Linked DNA regions of Anser cygnoides: region 2 is linked to region 1. A link is a contact called in public Hi-C data. All regions are on one chromosome and are shown on one strand. The core of a region is the stretch at or near the end of the contact, and the rest is flanking DNA. Distances in the headings are between cores, read along the strand shown.

Evidence for each region. A called contact is a pair of places that touch in the nucleus more often than the background predicts.
Region 2: a contact with region 1 is called in a Hi-C map of liver, with 20 times the contacts expected there. The contact joins two enhancer-like sites. A contact is called at or near these places in 2 of 7 Hi-C or Micro-C datasets (both in liver).

What each region holds. Positions count from the first base shown.
Region 1 is chr2:155,580,147-155,584,471 of Taihu_goose_T2T_genome, forward strand. No RefSeq gene overlaps it. Among named protein-coding and RNA genes, the nearest start is that of CCN4, 44 kb to the left of the region's middle. Within about 2 kb of position 2,940, at least 1 of the 3 cell types and tissues checked has open chromatin away from gene starts, as enhancers often do. A contact at or near this core is called in liver, where this site is marked.
Region 2 is chr2:155,723,269-155,727,566 of Taihu_goose_T2T_genome, forward strand. The region is part of intron 1 of ST3GAL1 (ST3 beta-galactoside alpha-2,3-sialyltransferase 1); the gene reads right to left. Among named protein-coding and RNA genes, the nearest start is that of ST3GAL1, 49 kb to the right of the region's middle. Within about 2 kb of position 2,308, at least 2 of the 3 cell types and tissues checked have open chromatin away from gene starts, as enhancers often do. A contact at or near this core is called in liver, where this site is marked.

The DNA.
Region 1 (4,325 bases), core at 1,690-4,189:
AAAAAAAAAAAAAAAAAGCTCTGACTGCAATTCTGTTACTGTGAATATTTTGGCAGCTTGAGAATGCCAGGTGTTCTCCAACTTGTGTCCTTTTGTGATGGTCTGTCTCTAGCTCTTTTCTTTTTTCTTTCATTTTTCCCCCAGCATCCTTACTAGATTAGTCTAAGAGTCTAGACTGTTAGAGCAAAGTTGAGTGTGTTACTCAACCTGCATAAACCTGTCTTTTTTGTCATCTCTCTTGAGAGTCTGCAAGAATAACCTGTTTGCAGCAACCATATGGACAGAAATTATTCAAACGAGGATATTGATGACAAGAGGAAACACATTTAAATTACAAATTCATTATTCCATACCCCAGCATGTACAAATCCTTAGGGCTAACCCCAGTAAGGATTCTACCATTTAGTTCTAGAAGAGGAAAATTATCGTCATCTTGAGGTTTTCAGAGTTTTCCCACAAACCAGGTTTGTCTTTCAGCCTGAACTGTTTTACTCACCTCAGTAGGAACTTAAAACACTTTCTGTGGCCTCCTGCAATGATGGGTCTGTGTCCTGGGCTTGCTCATGGCTGCTGGGGCATTAGGTGAGAAAGCAACCACCTCTCCAGCCTTCTGTGCCTTGCTTTGGTTGGGAAGTCCTCTGCAATGTAAACACTTTCTGGCCAGCCATGTCTCCAGAATAGATTTCAGCAAAGGTAGCACCCTTCCCTCCTGCCTCTACAGGCATCAGAAGTCCCATCTAGCTGATGCTTCTTCTGCTTGCACATATGGAGCCTCTAAGTACACTGTCTTGCATGAAGAGTGTCTTGGATGCTTTCACAGCCACTGCATTTGGACTCATCTGGAAACCTATCACCTCCTAAGTACTTTGCACTTTCCAAATGAAGTCCTGACAGCCAAGCTGGGCTCTGCTCCCATAAGAAACCCCACCCAAAGCCTCTGAGCAGTGGGGAGGGAAGAACTGAGGGATCAAGGTTTATTGGCAGCTGGTGGTAAAAAGCTAAGACTTCTTGGAGTTATTATTTAGCTACCACTAATAATAAATGAAACCACGTGGTAATTGGTCGAGTAAAGACTATTCTGCAGGTGAGGAGATGCAAGTGTAGGCAAAGAGGCCAAGATGAGTCTCACCGGTGTGTGACAGTCTGGGTGGCACCACTGCTCAGGGCAGTCTTACCAAGCCCTACAGGCAGGTTGGCCATGCTCCATGCCAGGACCACTCCATGGGATGAAACCACAGCTCAGCAGCCCCACCTTCCCTTCACAGCTTGCTGCGTGCAGGGTGCTGGGCCTCGCAGGGATGTACACTCACATGAACAGAGACCAGGATGCTGGCAGCTCTTGCTCTCTCAAGAGCCATCAGTCATGGCCGTAGGCTTTGTATGGAGCTGCCCTGGGTCTCTGTGAGTGCAACCACCCAGCAAAAAGCTCTTCCCTGCCCCCAGCTCTCCTCAGACGCTGACCTTGACCTGAATACCATAATCCACTTCAGCCATAAGCAATAGCAGAGAGTGGCAGGTCAAACAAGGATAGTTTTCCAGCTCTGCTGTGGGTCAGGGCCCACCACGGTGGCAGTGATTGTGCTATGTGCTGCTTGGGAAGGAATTGCTGCCTGATATCCCCTGTCTCAACCCTTGGGCTCTTCTGGAGATGCTCAGTGATGTTTGCGTCCACTGTTTGATGTGCATCATGCAGCCACTAGTGTCAAAAATACACAGGGTAAGGAGTAGGGGGTTGCCTCTTTAATTACACCCAAATAACAGCTCTCCTCCAGCCCCCTTTACGTGCTGGGTGAGCAAAAGATCCCCACGCTGGATTGCAGGGAACAGACATCAGACTGTTTGGCAGTTGCAATCAAAAGCCTTTTTTTTTTTTTTCCTTTCTTTCCCCAACACTGGTCAGCAGCTGTGTTGTTTAAAAAATGAATGGAGCCCTTAATGAAGGAATAGATAGAAACAGTGAGAGGCTGTGTTTGTCTGTTGCAAAGGGCTGAGGGGGAAGGGTTGATCTCTTAAAATACCCTGACATCCTTTCTCTTGGTTATTTAAACATCAGACAAAACAGTTATCAGCTATCAACATAAAGCCTATATTTGGCTCTGTGGAAACACTAAATCCACACATCAAAACAGCTGCTGATATATACAGACCCAGACAGACTTACAGGTCCAGCGAATGTGGAATAGTGCAACACAGTGAAAAACAGTGCAAAAAAAGCAGCTGGCATGTGGAAGGGGGCGGGCCAAATTACTCATGAGACACTGCTGGATGTGTTGTTGTGGTGAAAACAATAGCGTTTTACTGACACACCATGGATTGCAACAGATACTCTGCCCAAGATGCAAAAACAGACAGGAAGAGGATTCCAGCACTGGAGAGAAAAATAAGCAGCTTTTCTATAAACTGTTTTCTCTCCAGCTCAGTCCATCACTTGCAACACGTGACATTAATCATAAGCCCCCAAAACACATCTAGGTTAAAGTTTCCAGCTGTTTAGTTTCTAGAGACTTTTAAAGAGAAAAGCAGCATCCTTCAGCACAAAAGTCCTGCTGTGTTGACATGGTATTGGCACATCCAGTTCCACTCCTGCTCTGCAAGGACAGGGAGAGGGAAAGCTCTACTTAAGTTCAGTTGATTTTTGCATAGTAGATCTTGAGACCCAGGCAGAGGTGGAAAGAACCGATTTCAGCAATTACACCCTGTGTGCTAGTGGTTCTGAAGAGCCATCAGGAAATCTGTTGGTCCTGGGAAGCCCATTCTCCTCTTAGTAACCCCCAATACACTGTGAAGGGTGAACTGTTTCTTTTCTGGAAGCCTCCTGTTAGCCACTTGGAATTTCCTCTCTGCCGTAAGATCTCCTTGCTCCCTAGTGGCCATTCATCCTTTCAGGAAAAGGTGAAAATCCAACTCATCTTCTCTAGTTTAATGACACTACAGTCTCCAAGAACGAGGAACTGAGCATTTCCAAAGTGTAGGAAGGAAGTTATTTAAAAATAAATTCTAATAAAACTGGAAGCCACTTACATCTCTTCAGTTTGAATACCAATTAAAGATGCCAGAAGACCAGTACTGTGGGGAAAAAGGAGCCGTAACTCCTTTTAAAAGGTAAGGCATTACTCCTCTGTACTGTCCTCCAGCTTTTCTGTACAGGTACATACTGTTCCTTGCCCATTGAATACTTTTTTGTTACAAAGCTGACATTTATAGTGGTCCTAGCAACTCCTAGCTGCTCAGAAGTGCTCGCAGATCCCTTTGTGCTGCAAGGATTGGATGCATTCCTCCCTGTTAAACAAAAATAAACTGCCTAGGCTTGACAGGCACACCATGGTGTCCTTGGGGAAGAAATGATTAGCCATTCCCAGAAAAGCTCAGAGAGAACACAACTTTGCCCTTCTTTTGTAAAATGAGTTGGAAGAGATCCCTCCCATTTTCACTGGCAGTGGCACGGGCTGTGGATGACCAAATCAAGCCAATTGCTGGTACCAGTCCAGTGACAACTGCTGAATAATCACATTTAGCAGAACCTGGGCTCTGACAGGCCAAATATTTGCTTTTGCCTCTTCCTATCACAGCTGTGGTTTTTTTGTTTGTTTGTTTCTTTGTTCTTTTTTTAAATACAGAAGGAAGGAGCCACCAAAATAGTTTCAGCAAAGTCACAAAACCCACCTACCTCTGAAACTGCCAATACGTTAAATCAGTCACTAGGTAAGAGCACCAAGTAAAAAGGCAACCAGGGTGGTCTACCAGAACCCAGACTAACATAAGAAAGGAAACCTGTACATCTGCTTTAAGGCTAGAAGTAAAATCCAGTTCCTGTGAGGAAGTCAGAATACAAACTGCAGGTCTATGTGCTAGACAGGATTGTATCTAAGGATACAAAGAAGACTTCTAACTTCAGATAAGTAGTACTCTGTACTGAGGCTCAATTTTTTAATGCATTTGTTAGAGCAAAATTATTTTTTGAATAGCCAGTAACACTTGATACTGAACTACATTGTGTTTTGTTAATATAAAAGTAGGCTTTTGGACGTAGGACTAGAAGGTGTTTTGAGCAAATTTGCCAACAACACCAAACTTGGAGGAGTTGCGGACTCAGATGAGGGTGGAAAGGCCTTGCAGAGAGATCTGGACAGATTGGAGAGCTGGGCGATCACCAACCACATGAAGTTTAACAAAGGCAAGTGCTGGGTCCTGCACCTGGGACAGGGCAACCCTGGCTATACGTACAGACTGGGCAATGAGACGCTGGAGAGCAGCCCCGCAGAGAGGGATCTGGGGGTTGTGGCTGACAGCAAGTTGAATATGAGCCAGCAGTGTGCCCTGGCAGC
Region 2 (4,298 bases), core at 1,058-3,557, 140 kb after region 1:
AACCTATGCTTCAGCAGCTGGGCAGACGGGGCCAGCAAATTCATTTAATGCAACATCTTGTTTCAAGAAAGCATAAAAGGGGCTTCAATTAGGCAAAATATCAGGATGCTCCTTCTCCCCTTTCGTGCTTTTTTTGTGCTGCTGCCTCCCCGTGACCCACTGCCACCTGTGTGCTTTGCAGACCTGCTTTATGTCACTGCCCACAGCGCAGCCCGTGCTCGTACACAAGGAATGAATCACTTTCTGATTAATCCTGGTAATTATTTACATGTCTCACAGTCGGGAGAGCCCCAGGTGAATTACACACTTCCCAAGAAGTTTTCTTTGCTGCCTCGACAGATGGCAGCCCTTTTTAACCACCTGAAGCACAATAATCCAGGTTACGAATTCTATTTCTAAAAGGGAGGAGAAGGCAATGCCGTGATGTGCAGATCCCTACCTCTACCAGGGATTTTTCCAACTTGGAGCTATCGAAGGTGCGCGATGAGTGCCTGCAAGCTAAACAACAGCAAGAACACCCACTCTGTCCCACCTCTGCCTGCCTCGTCAGCTGGGACTGCACACGTTTTTGGCAGGAAAATGCTATCATCGCTATCTGCTCAGCATCGCTAGAAGCCCGGCACCGTACCTGCCGTGCTGACACCAGGCCGCATCCCGGCCCGCACACGCGCACATGCCTTCCACTTACCAGCCACCACCTGTAGCTGTCTTCTGGGATCAAGGCATTTTGTGAGGTCAGGAAAGGTTGCATAGTTGAATTAAACCTCTGGTCGAACCAGAGGGAATGTCCCGGCTCCGAAATGCATGTGTTACAGCTGCACGGCCTCCTGGGGTACTTGATGAGTTTCCGGACGTGCTCGGAAAACTGCGTGATGATATGTTTAGGATCCCAGGTGTTCGTGGTCACCTGGTGCTTGTAGTTCAGCAGAAACGACGTTACGGTGATGAGCACGAAGGCCAACGTGAACACCTTCACGTTCCTCTTCCTTACGGTACCCATCCCTGTGCGCTGGCGGAGCACAAGGTGGGCCGAAGCTAAGGCAACAGGGACGGGGCGCTGGTGACACGGCCAGTCACCGCCTGGGGCTCAGGATGGACCCACCGATACCTCCGTCCATGGGGGGGGAAGCTTGGTTTTCCCCAAATAGGCTGAAAAAAGGCAAAGTTGGGTATTTCCCTTCCCCTTTTCACAGTGCTGGCAAGTCTCTCCCACTGAGGCTTCAGCGAAGACAGATCCTCGTCCTTCCACGTTCCGGAAGATTTAGAGAGGAGCAATGTCAGCACGAAAATTTAGCTTTTGTGTGTGGGAGCGAGCCATAAATTAAAGGAACCAAATCACAGAAGGCAGAGGACAGCTCTTCTTTTCTCTTTCATTGAAGTTAGTTCACCAAGGATCAGACCAGTCGGGGACGTCCGTTCCAGCAGAGAGACGTGCTTTGATGTCCATTTAAGCCACAGAGAGCAGTTTGCAGCCTGCAGACACACACACACACACACGTGAAAAGACAGAAAAATAAATGTCAGAAAGGCATCGCTCCCAACCTAGTTTCCGTGCTTTCCGCTGCCCATCCCAAAACTTCTGAGCCCTGGACGCAGGGCCGGCAGTGACTTCTGCTGCCCTGTTTGCATACTGACAAGTCGCAGGCTGAAATTTCCGAAAGGGCAGAGCATCGACCTGTGGACATTGAGTCCCTTTGTATCGAGTTAGCCGCAGCTCTCTGGCTTTATTTGAATTACAGCTCGCGGTCGCTTGAATGGCAATGAATCACCTTATTCCCTTAAACTGACCTTGATAGCCACTAGGTATGCCAAGTATTTGTACGGCGAACCAGCTGAACAAAAACTGTGGGCAGAGGAGGGAGGAGCAGGACTGAGAGGAAGAGGAATCGGTTCCTTTCTCTTCCTCCCCCAGCCAGCTTCATTTTTAAAGGATTGGGGCTGGACTCGTGATTTGGAGAGAGCCAAGCAAGAACAGCTCATACGTCCTGGGACAGACGGCACAAGTTAAAGGATAAATGGCCTTTGTTTTGCATGGGTTATTGCTATTTTCCCTCGCTGCCAAGGCAGGTTAGGTACAGCCAGGTTTTGATCTCAGAGGTTCCCCTGAGATCCCAGCCAGGCAGAGGGGGGATGCGGAAGGGCCCAGAGCGGAGATTTAAACAAGCAACGAGTCTCTAAAAGCCAAAAGCCGGATCCCTTCCTCCCACAATGCCATTGTTTCATGGGAAGAAAATGTCTTGTGGTTTTTTTTAAAACTTTGGATGTTTGCAAAAAGCCCCCAAAGTGCCATTGCTTAAATAACATTCTTTTGATGAGAAAATAAAAATGAAGAGGAAAACATCAGAGAAGCATCTGCGTCAGAATAAGTGCAGCTTGTGAAAAAGCAGAAGCCTGGCAAACGAAGTCTCACTCACTCAGCTTCAGGCTTCTGGCCAGAAAAGATAGAGCAAAACTGCAACTGTTACCTGTCAAAACTTCCCATTTTAAACTGCTCCCTGCAGGGTCCCTCCTGTTTTAGCCCCAGAGCCAAGGCTCACCCAGACCCAGGAGATGTGGCCACGGGGCTGGGCTGGGCTTTGCTGCCACCTCTTCTCTTGGAGAGCTGCAAGGAGCTGCCCCAGGCCATGGTACTTGTCCCAGGGGTTGGAGATGGTTGCTTGGAGATAGACAGGGCTGTTTTTTAGAGGCAGTGGTTAAATATTAACTGAGTCCCGTGAAGCCAAACCAGAAAGCAGGAGCCTCAGATGATGGTGGCGAGCCTCTGCTCCGAGTTTCCCCCATGCAGCCCGTGATGGGCAGGCTGTGCCGTCCTGTCAGTCGCTGCTTGCCAAATGCCTTGGGATTTATTTGAAGCCTGCCCCTTACGAACGCATCTACAGGAGCTCGAGGGCTGACAAGTGGGTCAGGGCAGATAACAAAAGGCTTTATTAACCCAGGCTGCTCGCGCAGTGAATTACGCTGCGGCACAGAGCAATCCTGCGTGCCTGGCTCCGATAAGGACGTTTTCAAGGGACCCGTGGTGAGTTTTGGGGTAAACAGAGATCTCCCTGGGTACAATTTGGGAATCACAACCCAAAAGGCATGGGGGATGCTGCCACCGTACCTTGGAGAGTAAATAATGGGATTAACAGCCCTGTCCACACCAACTGGCCTCTGTGCCAGCGAGCAGTCCCAAAGTCGTTCGTTTTACTGGTATGGATGTAGTTGCTAGTCTAAACAAAAACACGGCCTCTAAACCCCCCAGAACTGGGCCAAGTCCCAGAAGCAGATTGATTCTCCATTTATGGGCCAGATAATTCAAAAGCCGTGATGCTGGCGGGGCGACCCCCTACTGCTGTTACTGCCGAGCCAAGTCACTGTTTGTAAACACAGTTCCTGTTCTTCTATTATTTTTAAGTGGAGGGGAGAGGGGGATTATCCAGCCTTTCTTGGAAAAGCCTATAAAATGGGGTATTGTTCATAAAAGACCACACTTACAGCCTCCAAAGTAAACACCCATTTTAACAGATTTTTTTATTTTTTTTTTTTTAACTGAGCTTAGGTTAAACTTATATTTAGAATTTGGGGGGAAAAAAAAGGGAAAAAAAAAAACAAACAAAAAAAAACAGTGTTTAGACAGTGGACTGAAGTGTCTCCAAACTCCTAATCATGCCACCTTTTATAGCACGAGGGGAAGGTGAGAAACCAGAAGAACTCCCATGGCCCTTTTCCACACTGCATACTCTATTTTAATTCTCGCTCTTTCCGGTTTCCTGAACGCTCATGTTTCCTATGGGTACTCACAATAGAAAAAAAATATATATAAATATATCCTGGCAGAAGGACTCTGGGGACTATAAATATGATTTAGGGCCTGAGGAAAAGGCATGCTGAAATGAATGGAAAATGCTTTCATCGACTTTGCTGTGACTTGGACCAGGACCATTTTTTTCCTTTCTTAAAACACGAGTTAGGTCCAAGATCAGGATTTTCTTTCTTCCTTCCTTGAGCTGAACCCTCTTCTGCTGCGTCTGAGACCAAGCACCGTCCTATGGCCCCCTCTGCTCGTGGGTATTCATAAATCCTTAATAAAGAGGTTTTGCAGGCTCCACACTGCTGTGCTAGAAGAACGAAGGGCAGGACGATGCCGAAGCGGCAGCCCCATGTTTGCTACCAGCGTGAGACATCGCACGGGGCTGGTGCCTGCCAGGCTCAGCCTCTGGGAACGTGTTTTGCTTCACGATCCTATTTGCACTAGTTAATTTAAATCATTGCAAGGAAGCAGCGTGCAAGCAGCCGCAGTATTTATCAACATAACT